Regions from separate parts of the Pan troglodytes genome. Here region 2 is linked to region 1. A link is a contact called in public Hi-C data. All regions are on one chromosome and are shown on one strand. The core of a region is the stretch at or near the end of the contact, and the rest is flanking DNA. Distances in the headings are between cores, read along the strand shown. Region 1 holds the start of MB (myoglobin). Region 2 has its middle 33 kb from the start of APOL3.

Evidence for each region. Hi-C and Micro-C count contacts between places; a contact is called where the count stands out from the background.
Region 2: a Hi-C map of stem cell-derived neural progenitor cells shows a contact between it and region 1, with 5 times the contacts expected there. The contact joins the enhancer-like site here to the promoter of MB in region 1. A contact is called at or near these places in 3 of 7 Hi-C or Micro-C datasets (induced pluripotent stem cells and stem cell-derived neural progenitor cells) and 1 of 1 other capture datasets (stem cell-derived neural stem cells).

The regions. Positions count from the first base shown.
Region 1 is chr23:37,719,684-37,725,875 of NHGRI_mPanTro3-v2.0_pri, reverse strand. MB (myoglobin) reads left to right here and starts at 1,976. Exons shown (of 4, transcript XM_024352895.2): 1 at 1,976-2,140.
Region 2 is chr23:38,203,040-38,209,255 of NHGRI_mPanTro3-v2.0_pri, reverse strand. No RefSeq gene overlaps it. Among named protein-coding and RNA genes, the nearest start is that of APOL3, 33 kb to the left of the region's middle. Within about 2 kb of position 1,730, at least 11 of the 24 cell types and tissues checked have an H3K27ac peak or open chromatin away from gene starts, as enhancers often do. A contact at or near this core is called in stem cell-derived neural progenitor cells and stem cell-derived neural stem cells, where this site is marked.

The DNA.
Region 1 (6,192 bases), core at 727-3,226:
CTTACAATGATATTTAAGATAGGTTATTCTTTTCAAAATCTCCACTTTATAGATAGACCTTGGAAAGTTATGATACTTTTCATGGATCACAAAAGTAGTGCATGGTAGGGCCGAGTCCAGGAGTCTCATTCCAAAGCCTTTAGCCCTATGCTGAATGACCTCGATTATTGCCCTTATCAGAAAGTACTGACAACATTAGGTCACACATCCCTCCCTCCTACCACCTCTCAATGCTCGGAGGCCAGCCGGTGTCACCTTGGTCCCCCCAGAGCCCAGCACGGAGCCTGGCACACACCAGGTGAGCATGAGTGCTGTGGAACGTGACTATCCGTTCTGAGCCCCCAAGTCCTTGTCTTGGTCCTTGTGCTTGGAATATCCCTTCCTCACTTTGCTCCTAACAAGCTCCTATTGATCCTTCAAAACGCTGCTCAGGTATCACCTGAGCCTGGCACATAAGGTTCTTCCCAGTAGGTGTCACCTCCCACAGCCCCACTTGCCCCACGCGTCTCCGGCAGGCTTTTGCAGCACTGTTTGGTACCTCTGCTTAGAACACTCTGCAGAACGCTCCCTCATACGTTCACATCCAGGCCAGCCATCACCTCTGAACAAACTCCTATTGATCCCTCAAAGGCCTTCACCTCCCAGGCCTAGGCACTGCCTTCTCACCCTTCCAAAGCCTTTGCTGAAATGTCTGCTGCGTTCCAGATCCCACTGAGGTATCTCCTCCACTGGACTTTGAGTCCCTTGAGAGCAAGGACCATGGATACCTTATATCACCGTGAGCAATTATTGAGCACTTACTGTTGTTAAAAAAGTTTAACCTCTAGCCGCCTCCTTACATATTTTAAGTGGGGCCTAAAAGTTTTTCTGTACATCATGAACTATAACAAGTGGAGGTATAGACAGACTATAGCCTACACTGTGCCAATCACCGCATTTTGGCCAATCAAATGCAGCCAACTGTTCGAACCATGTTCAGATAAACCAAATGCCAACCTGTCACCAATCCAGCTGTTTCTGTACCTCATTTCTGTTTTCTGTATGTCACTTTCCTTTTTCTGTCCATAAATCTTCCACCATTTAGCTGTGGAGTCTCCAGGCCTACTCTGGCTCGGGAGGCTGCCCTGCTCGCGAATCATTCATTGCTCTGTTAAACTCCTTTACATTTAATTTGGCTGAAGTTTTTCTTTTATCACTATGTATCCACCACATTCAGTGCTCCCTTTTTCTTAATTTTGTTTATTTATTTATTTATTTAATTTATTTTTAGAGACAGGGTCTCACTCTGTCACCCAGGCTGGAGTGCAGTGGTGTGATCTCGGCTCACTGCAACCTCTGCCTTCTGGGTTCAAGCGATTCTCCAGCCTCAGCCTCCTGAGTAGCTGAGACTGCAGGAGTGCACCACCATGCCTGGCTAATTTTTGTATTTTTAGTAGAGACAGGGTTTCACCATGTTGGCCAGGCTGGCCTTGAACTCCTGACCTCAAGTGATCCTCCCTCCTCAGCCTCCCAAAGTGCTGGGATTACAGGCATGAGCCACCGCGCCTGGCCAGTGCTCCCTTTTTCAGTCCTCATAGTGACATTTGAGGTAGGTTATTCTTTTCAAAATTTCCATTTTACAGATTTTTAAAAAAGCGCCCTTGGAAAGTTATGCCACTTTTCCTGGATCACAATATTAAAAGATCACAATTCATCTTCTAATAATTTGGCAAGCCATCCATGATCTTCTAAGCAAGGCGCCATGAGTATAACGAATATAGAGACAGAAAAAGACCCCTCCCCGCTGGCTGGGTTGAGGGACTGAGAAACGGAGAGCCCAGATGGAAGGGCAGAGGTGCAGGCTTTTTTCCTTGTTGCCACTAGATGGCAGTAGGGCACCCGTTGTCAGCCCTGGGGCAAGGTCACCGACTGTCTTTGCCTTTGCCTCCAGCAAGCCAAAACCCTGGGCAGACTCAATCCAAAAATAAACAATCAAAGAGCATGTTGGCCTGGTCCTTTGCTAGGTACTGTAGAGCAGGTGAGAGAGTGAGGGGGAAGGACTCCAAATTAGACCAGTTCTTAGCCATGAAGCAGAGACTCTGAAGCCAGACTGCCTGGGTCCCAATCTTGGGCTTGGTATTTCCTAGCTGTGTGACTCTGGGTAAGTTACTTAACTTCTCTGTGCCTCAGTTCTCTCAAGTGTAAAGTGAGGCTTGTAAAAGTGTCTCCTGCAAAAGAAAGGGCTGCTGGGAGGAGGGGTGTCCCTGGTGTGCACTAAGTACAATATGAGTTTGTGGCTTTTATCTTCCTGCCTCTGAGGCACTCACAGGGTAGAAATGGGGAGAAGCCAGTCCAGACAGGTGCACCCCAAAGCAAGAGAGATGAGAAGGCTGCACCCATGCTGGAGCCAGAGTGGGGAAGAGGGCACATCTGCTGGGAAGGGGTAGAGCGGGGTGGGAGGAGTCCTGGCAGGGGAGCCGTTCCTATGCAATGGGCCTTGAAGGAAGGGGAGGATGGGCGGATGTGGGGTTAGGTGACTGTGGAGGCGGGGCTGGTCTCTGTCCAGGTGACAGGTGGATGGTGGAGCTGGAGAAGCCACTCGGAGCCTCCAAGGCTGGGGAGGGGGGAGGGGGGAGGCAGGTCGGTGTCCCAGGCCACACCTGTTGACTAGGGGATTAGGATGTTGTGTCCCTGCCAGCCCTCCTCCAATAAGCCCCTCTGGGCCTGCAGGGAGAGGAGGAGCCTTGCCATGTAAACTGTATTTTTAGTTCCCTGTGCCTCTCCCCGGCTGCTATAAGACACCTCTCCCCACCCCCAGCCCTGGCCGCTTGGCTGGAGGCTCTGCGAGGACAGCTGGGGAGAAGGGGAGCTGTGGTCAGTATGATGGATGCTGAGGGGCTGGAGAGGAGCGGCCCTGGGTGGTGGGTTCCTGGGAGTCTGGAGCAAGCTTAGGGGTCCTGCTGCCCCATCAAGGGCCTTGAGCAGGTCCTGCAACTCCCAGGCCTCAGCCCTGCTCTGAGCCCTGGCCTGGCGCTGGTCCAGGAGGGTAGACTCTGCCAGGGAGGCACAAGCTAAGCTGGGGGTGGGGTGGGAGGGCCTGCTGGCAGGAGGGAGGCACTGCCCAGACTGGCCTCCAAAGGCTGGTTCCCAGAAGGAGGAGGAAGAGAGTAGTGAAGATCGTGGGGAGTCCTGGCTTTAAGGAGCCAGAGTTCTCCTTCTTGCCACATCTTTGATCTCCCTTGGTGGTGTCTTAAGCCCAGATTTACCAAAGGGAATTGTCAGCTGTCCAAGGGCTGGCAAATTCCTAGGTCACCTAGATTGGATTTTCTGACCATAAAAATTGTGGGCCAGGTGCACAGCTGCCTGAGGGGCTCAAACCTGTGCAGGTGGGTGCTGGAATCCCCTTTGCTATAGCGTTCTCTTTGTGTGCATGTGACCAGAGGTGAGAGTGGCTGGAGACCGAAGATGGCAGAGCCCGTCTTTCTCCACCAGACTGAGGCCTCCGACTTGCCTTGCCTGGGGAGGGTGCTCAGTGGAAGTCCTGGGATGTTCAGTCAGGACGAGAAAAGTCTTGGGTGAGCCTGCTCCTTCTCTTGTGAGGCAGACTCAGCTGGGCCTCTATATCCCCAAGCAGCAGGCAGAGCCGCCGCAAGGAAGTGCACGTGACATGGAGGCATCTTTTGGTTCGACATAAAAAAGGATTTTTAAAGCTTTAGGTAGTGAGCTCACCACTCCCAGGAGTATTCAAGCAGATGCCAGATGATGATCTTTAGGGAAAACTACATTTAGTGGGAAATTGGACAAAATACCGTTGAAGGCCTCTTTTAGTCACAAGATACTATGGCCCTATAATTCTAGATTTCTCTGCTTCTAGCTCTCTGTAAGTCTGGAGTCTAGAACCCAAGTTTCTCGGGTGGTGAAAAGTTGAAGACTTTGACACTCTAGAATTTTAATTCTGGGATCTCAAGATTCCAGAATTGGGAGCCTTGAGGATGATTCTACAAGTCTCAGTTTTGGATTCAAAGGATCCTGTGATATGAAAGGGAAAAAGAGGAGGTCTGACTTGGTGGGATCCAGTTTTGCCCCACTGGGTATCAGACTAATGTGCCCTGCATTCGTGCGTGTGTGTGCGTGTGTGTAGCATGAGCGTGTAAGGCTGTAGAAAGTTTTGCACACAAAGGCAGCCTGGCTTTCCTATCATGTGTCTGCAGCTTCTCTGCCCTGGCCATAATGAAGGCTGTCACAGGGATAATAATAGCCCCCAAACAGAGCTGGTGACTCCAGGTAGCCATAGCAACTGTGAGGTAAGGCTGCTCTGTTGTAGAGATGTGTAAGTACAAACAGATGTCGGTGCCTTCCCATTAGCTTAAATGGTAAAACTTAAAAGGTCCATCAACTTCAAAGCTACAGGTTTCCATGAGCATGCCAGTTAATGGGGGGTGCTTGCCAAGCGGGTGATAGCTTCATATTAAACATTTCAGCATCAGTAATGGGTTGATGAGATTTTAAATGCTCAGGCCGTCCCCAGACAACTCAGGAGGCCAGAGACGGGAGAAGAGCTGGGATTCGGGTAGTAATCAGCCCTGCCCTGCCCCGCACCCTCAGGGGTGTTCTGACACTCTCGGGAGGGCACAGGCCAGAGAGCATTTGAAAACCGCACACTGCATCTCAATCTCCAGGAGTCTCAGATCTGCCTCTTGGCCTTCCCCAGCGCACCGGGCAGGGGGCCCCGGGTCAGATGTGGCACAGCTCAATGCCATCTCCTTCTTTCTGCCCTCCTCTCTCACACCCTGGACTCACCTCCAGCGAGTGACCAGCAGTAAGGGTCAAACTGCTGAGAGTCTGAGACCGGGGCAGACCCTCTCAGAGTTGTCTTTCCTTCTGAGGCTGGGCCTGGCACAGACTGAGGCCTCAATAATGGGCTTTCGAATGAATGAATGAACAAAGGAGCAAACAGATGACTGACTGACTGAATGAATGAATGAGATCCCCTTTGGCATCCCCATGGCTTCTTTTTTTCTTTTTGAGATGGAGGCTTGCTCTGTTGCCAGGCTGGAGTACAGTGGTGCGATCTCGGCTCACTGCAACCTCTGCCTCCCGGGTTCAAGTGATTCTCCTGCCTCAGCCTCCCAAGTAGCTGGGACTACAGGTGCATGCCACCAAGCCCAGCTAATTTTTGTATTTTTAGTAGAGACAGGGTTTGAACATGTTAGCCAGGATAGTCTCGATCTCTTGACCTTGTGATCCATCCACCTCAGCCTCCCAAATTGCTGGGATTACAGGCGTGAGCCACCACGCCCGGCCCCCCATGGCATTTTAGCTACTTATTTTGTTACTGCCTCTTCCACTGCTAAAGAGCTGGGCCTTTGGAGGTCGGCTGGCCTAGCATTTGGGGTTGACTTCTGGAATGGTCACTAGGGAAGGGGCGCCAGATGTGCAGCCGGTGCCTCTGACCCTTTTGGTCACTAGGAGTCAGCCGACTCAGTACACAGGACTCACTGAATGGAGACACAAGGCTCCTCCAGGGAGTGGCGGCTCATGGCAATCCTAGAATGGTCACCAGTCAGGCTTTAGAGACCCACACAGAGGGCGTTCTGACCCAAAGTTGCACTGGGGAACTCCAAGTTTGGGGATTCTTTGAATTTAACTCTTTTTCTAGCTACATTTCCTATTATTTGTCCAATTCTTACCAAATATCCCTGTTCACATTCTGAAGCTGGGGTCTGACTGGCAGAGCTAGTAGACGCTGACTATTCAGATGGAGCCCTGACACTGGCTTTCTCAGCTTGGCTGTGACTGGCAGCAGGTTTGGGGGAGAACTGTGTGTCCCAGAACATGACTGGCTACACCTGCACCTCAGCAAGGTTGGGGCAGGGCAGTTATCTTCAAAAAGCTGTGTAGGTGGGGCAGTCATTACTGACAAATCCAGTGCAGACCCAGGATGGCCCAAACACTGGCTTATCCTTTCTGAATCTCATCTCCCACAGCTGTAAAGCGGGGTGGTGCTCGCTACCTCACAGAGGTGTTGTAAAGATTAGATGTAATCTTGCCAAGCAGCCACTTTGTAAACTGTATAGTCTTATGCAGATGGAAGGAAGGGCCTGTGCCTACCTTGATCATAGCACTAAACAAACTGTACTGTATTTTCATTCTTCTTAGTTATCTCCCTAAAAAGACTCTGAGTTCCTTGAACACAGGAAGGTGTTTTATTTG
Region 2 (6,216 bases), core at 481-2,980, 480 kb before region 1:
TGCTTTGGAATTATAGGCTGCTAATTTTTTTATTTTTTCTAGGCATGGTCTTGCTTTGTCACCCAGGCTGGAGTGCAGTGGCATGAACACAGCTCATTGCAGCCTTGACCTCCTGAGCCCAAACAGTCCTCCCATCCCAGCCCAGCCCAGCAAATAACTGGGATGACTGGCATGTACCACCAAGACTCACTAATTTTTGTATGTTTGTAGAGATGGGGTTTCACCATGTTGCCCAGGCTGGTCTCAAACTCCAGAGCTCAGGTGATCCGCCTTCCTCGGCCTCCCAAAGTGCTGGAATTACAGGCATGAGCCACCGTGCTCTGCCTAATTGTATTTTATTATACTAAATGCAGTTTCTTTTGCCTTCTGTATCTTTTCAAACCCTGGGTGGTATTCCCCCAGCAAGAGTGAATCCTAGTTTACCTACTACCTATGCCTGTATGCTTACACTTTCACTGAATTTCTTTAAATTTTTAAATAATATTAGGAAGAAAATTGGGCTGATGAGCAGCTCTTGGGGCACTAGAGGCCTCCTGGGTAGCTGTCATGCCTTGAACGTCTCTTGGGCCTGCCTTCTCCAGCCTCCAGTGAGCACGAGGTCTGCATTGGCAAACAGATGTCCACTGTCCTGGGGACAAGAAAGGTGTGAGTCCTCCATGGCAAACAGAGAAGGAAGCAGATGTCTCCTTTCCTGAATCAGCTTATTGGGATAAACAAGAAACCCACAGAGGCTTTCTCACCAAGGCCAGCGTGTTTAATAGGCCTGCATCTCACCTCTGAGGATCACAAAGTGTGTGAGCAGCGTTCCAGCAAGGAGGCACTGATGCTCATGAGGATTCTGAAACCTCTGATCGCTGTTAGGAAATGCTCTTGACCCATGAGTGTTCCTCTTTCAAGATCCTCCAGCATTGCCAACCCGTCCAGCAAGAAGGGGAGAGATCTCATAGCAGGGGGGCTTGACTAAATTTGAGGAGTCGAGGAAGTGACGTTTCAGCTAAGACTTTTTTTTTTCTTTGAGATGGGATCTTGCTCTGTTGCCCAGGCTGGAGTGCAGTGGCTCAATCCTGGCTCACAGCAACCTCTGCCTCCCGGGTACAAGCGATTCTCCTACCTCAACCTCCCCAATAGCTGGGAGTACAGGTGCCCGCCACCACGCCCAGCTAATTTTTGTATTTTTAGTAGAGACAAAGTTCCACCATGTTGGCCAGACTGGTCTCAAACTCCTGACCTCAAGTGATGCTCCCGCCTCGGCCTCCCAAAGTGCTGGGATTACAGGCGTGAGCCATTGCGCCCTGCCTCAGCTAAGTCTTCAAGATCGGCCAAGGGATGAAGAAGGTTGGGGAGAAGATCGGGGATGAAGAAGGTTGGGGAGAAGAGCGGTGATGAGGGGAGCCCAGCTGCAGGCCGCATATTCAAAGACTTGTGGCTGGGAGGGAGGTCCGGAGAAGAACTGAGTTCTAGAATCTGAAAGAAGGCTAGCATGGGTCAGAATGGAAACTAACCAGACCACAGTGTCAGCCACTCAAGCTCCCCCAGCCAAGCCTCGTGCTGAATTTTGAGGGCTGCAGTAGAAAAGCGGGCTCACTGCGAGCCCTGCGTGTTGCCAACAGCCTCGGCAGAGCCAGGAGGTGGCGCTGTCGGCACACGCATCGTGCTGTCGGCGCTGCGCAGCCGCAGCCCGGGACCTTGGAGGACAGGCGGTCGGAGCTGCTGCTGGTGACGTCAGCAGTTTTACAGAGGCACAAAGCCGGAGCAGAAGAGTAAATGTCTGCACCAGGAAGGAGCCAGGGAGGCCAAGTTGAGAGCACTTCAGAAGAAGTGAATAGGTTCAGGAATCCAGCAGCGCCGGAGGGGTGGAGCCAGGGAAATACGACTCTGTGACAGTTTTGCTCATGAAGTGGAGTGCCAGGAAAACAGCGTCTGGCCGGGCGCGGTGGCTTACTCCTGTAATCCCAGCACTTTGGGAGGCCCGGGCGGGCGGATCGCTTGAGGTCAGGACCAGCGTGGCCAACATGATGAAACCCCGTCTCTACTAAAAATACAGAAATTAGCCGGGCGTGGTGGTGCGCGCCTGTAATCTCAACTACTCGGGAGGCTGAAGCAGGAGAATCGCTTGAACCCGGGAGGCAAGTCAGCTGAGATTTTGCCGAGGCGCAATCAGCCCAGATCATGCCACTGCACTCCAGCCTGGGTGACAGAGCAAGACTCCGTCTCAAAAAAACAAACAGAAAAAAAACACAGCGTCCAGGCAGCTCCACCTTCCATGTTGAAAGCCTGTGACTGCCACATTCTAGCGGGACTGGCTTGTTTGCCTGCTGAACGGAATGGCCCCGGGGTCTGTCTGGGTCTGGGTCCAGATGAGAAAGGCGCCCAGCCTTCCTCTGGCCCCAGCCCTGCACATTGACCAAGGATGGGTGGCCCTCCATACCAGGCACCCCTGGCTCCTCCTCATTCCCCTCTGGCTTCTCCCTTCCTCCTACCGCCATGCTGATCCTCCATCTGTCTGGCTCTGGGCAGTGGTTTTCAAAAGCACTGTGGTGGTAGTCACTGGGGCTGTTGGCCACATTTGTCTGGCTTTTCCCCTTTCCAGATGCACGGTGGGATTATTCTTCCTGGTCTCCTTATGGTTGGGTGGGAATATGTAACCAGTTCTGGACAAAAGAGTTTTGAATGGAAATAATATGTGTCGTTTCTAAGCCACAGCAATGAATGCTGATATAAGACCCTTTTCCTCTACTGTGGCAACCAGCAATCTTCCAGAAAGTGGTTGCTCCATGATACTGAGTCCAGGAGGGAAGACAACCAGAGCAGAGATGCACCTGCCCCATGATGGACATGTAGCGTGAGCAAGAAGTAGCCTTTGCTGTTGTGAACCACTAAGATCGGGGGCTTGCTTTTTGGTGGTTTTTGTTTGTTTGTTTGGTTGGTTTTTTTGTTTAGTTTTGTTTTGTTTTTTGAGACAGAGTTTCGCTCTAGTAGCCCAGGCTGGAGTGCAATGGCGCGATCTCGGCTCACTGCAAGCTCCACCTCCCAGGTTCAAGCGATTCTCCTGCCTCAGCCTCCCAACTAGCTAGGACTACAGGCGTGCACCACCATGCCCGGCTAATTTTGAATTTTTAATAGAGACAGGGTTTCACCACGTTGGTCAGGCTGGTCTCAAACTCCTGACCTCAGGTGATCTGCCCGCCTCGGCCTCCCAAATTGCTGGGATTACAGGCGTGAGCCACCATGCCCAGCCTGGGGGCTTGTTTTTTTACTGCAGCATAACCTAGACTATCCTGGCTGATATAAGCAAAGCTCCTGGAAATCAGGAAGCTGTTTGTAGAACACTATGAAAGGTACACAGCTTTAAATCCTTAGATAAACTAGAATTGTTATTAACAATGAGTATCACTTATTGACCAGGCGTGGTGGCTCACAACTGTAATCTCAGCACTTTGGGAGGCTGAGGCAGGCGGATTGCCTGAGGTCAGGAGTTCAAGACCAGCCTGGCCAACATAGTGAAACCCTGTCTTTACTAAAAATATAAAAATTAGCCAGGTGTGGTGGCACACGCCTGTAATCCCAGCTACTCGGGAGGCCCAGGCAGGAGAATCATTTGAACCCAGGAGGTAGAGGTTGCAGTAAGCCGAGATCATGCCTCTGCACTCTAGCCTGGGCGACAGAGTAAGACTCGGTCTCCAAAATAAATAAATAAATAAATAAATAAATCAATGAGTATCACTTATTGAGCACCTACTACGTGTCAGGTATTATACAAGGTATACTAGGTTTTTTGGCAAATGTTTTCTCATTAATCCCCATCCTAGCACTGGGATTTGGCAACACTGGCCTATTCAGTATGATTAGTCTGAGGCAGTGAAACTCAGGGAAACGGACTCAAGGTCATGACCATAGCCTCTAAGTGGTCTTAATATAGCCTCTAAGTCATGACCATAGCCTCTAAGTGGAATTGAGATTCAAATGTAAGGATCTCTGTCACCCAAACTCTCATTCTTTCCAATCCTAGGCTGTTATCATATAAAAAGCAGGACTAGGCATAGTAAGGGGGAAAAAAAAACCAAACATTTTAAAAAGAAATTATCTCTTAACAGGAAAAACATTAACATCTGCCATTTTTCTAAATTGAATGTGAAAGATGATCCTCACAGGCTGAACAAAGATGCTTGCTCTCTGGTGTGATGTTTGACAAGGGAATCTTCCTTCATTTTCTCCTCTGATGAGCCTCTCTACCAGATAAGCAGCAGCAGGAACCAAACGTTTAAGAAAAATGTAAAGACATTATTTTGTCCATCACTTAACATTTTTATGAACAAGTTGGGAGGTAGCCTGCATTAATGCCTCTGTGCAATGGAATGAATGGCCCGAGATCTCACCGCCCCAGGATGACTTTGGGGAAGGAAGACCCAAACAGCCCACTGTCACATGCTGTCCTGCCTGCCTCAGGCCTCCTGTCCTTCTCTCCCTTGTGACCTGCAAACTAACCTTGAGGACTCGTGTCAACCGTCACTGCATTGGAAGCCCTCTGTGATAGTTAATATTGAGTGTCAACTTGATTGGATTGAAGGATGCAAAGTATTGTTCCTGGGTGTGTCTGTGAGGGTGTGGCCAAAGGAGATTAACATTTGAATCAGTGGCCTGGGAGAGGCAGACGCACCCTCAATCTGGGTGGGCACCATCTAATCAGCTGCCAACACGGCTAGAATTAAGCAGGCAGAAGAACTTGGAAGGACTAGACTTGCTGAGTCTTCCAGCCTTCACTCCCTTCCATGGTCTTTCTCCCACGCTGGATGCTTCCTGCCCTTGAACATCAGACTCTAAGTTCTTCAGCTTTTGGACTCTTGGACTTACACCAGTGGTTTGCCAGGGGCTCTCAGGCCTCCGGCCACAGACTAAAAGCTGCGCTGTCAGCTTCCCTACTTTTGAGGTTTTGAGACTCTGGCTGGCTTCTTTGCTCATCAGCTTGAAAACAGCCTGTTGTGGGACTTCACCTTGTGTTCGTGTGAGTCAATACTCCTTAATAAACTCCCCTGCATATATACATCTATCCTATTAGCTCTGTCTCTCTGGAGAACCCTGACTAATACAACCTCCCTTTCCTGCCAGGCTGGGCTCCTGTCTGCCTCATTCTCTTGTCCTGTTGCCCAGGCTAGAGTATAGTGGCACCATCATTGCTCACTGCAGCCTCGACCTCTCAGTCTCAAGTGATTTTCCTGCCTCAGCCTCTGCAGTAGCTAGGACTACAGGCATACGCCACCATGCCCAGCTGAATTTTTTAATTTTTTGTAGAGATGGGGTCTTGCTGTGTTGGCCAGGCTGGTCTTGAACTCCTGGCCTCAATCGATCCTCCCACCTTGGTCTCCCAAATCTCTGGGATTACAGGCATGAACCACCATACCTGGCCTCATTCTATTTTTTTAAATTAACATTTTTATTTGCATTTGTACAAAGTAATCCAGAGAGATCCCATGTACCCTTTACTCAGTTTCCGTTAATAGTAACATCTTGGAAAAATGCTAAATGTTGGCATATAAATTAAGCATTTAAATGTCACATATGCAAACACACAAAGATTTAATACACAACTGGCCAGTTTTCTCCTTCGGGGTTATAGGCTGCTAATTGTATTTTATTGTACCAAATGCAGGTTTAGCCTCTTCAATATCACAACCAGGATATTGGCATTGATATAATCAAGATAGAGAATATTTCTATCACCACAAGAATCCCTCTTGTTGTCCTTTTATAGCCTCACCCACTCCTCTCCCACCCTGATCCCTACTTTAGCCTTGGCAATTGCTAATCTATTCTTCATGTCTATAAGCGGGTCCATTTAAGAATGTCAGATAAATGGAATCAGCTGATCTGAAGGTGCCGCGTTATCTCAATTGATTGTTCAGTCACAGCAGATAAAACTCCTTGTTCTACTCTTTCCCGCTTCTCATGACTACACTTAACAAATCTGAAAAATAAATAATTTTCCAGGCACGGTGGCTCACGCCTGTAATCCCAGCACTTTGGGAGGCCAAGGAGGGCAGATCATTTGAGGTCAGAAGTTCGAGACCAGCCCGGCCAACATGGTAAAACCCTGTCTCTACTAAAAATACAAAAATTAGCTGGGCGTGGTGGTGCACGCCTGTAGTCCCAGCTACTTGGGAGGCTGAGGCAGGAAAATCGCTTGCACCCAGGAGGCAGAGGTTACAGTGAGCCGAGATC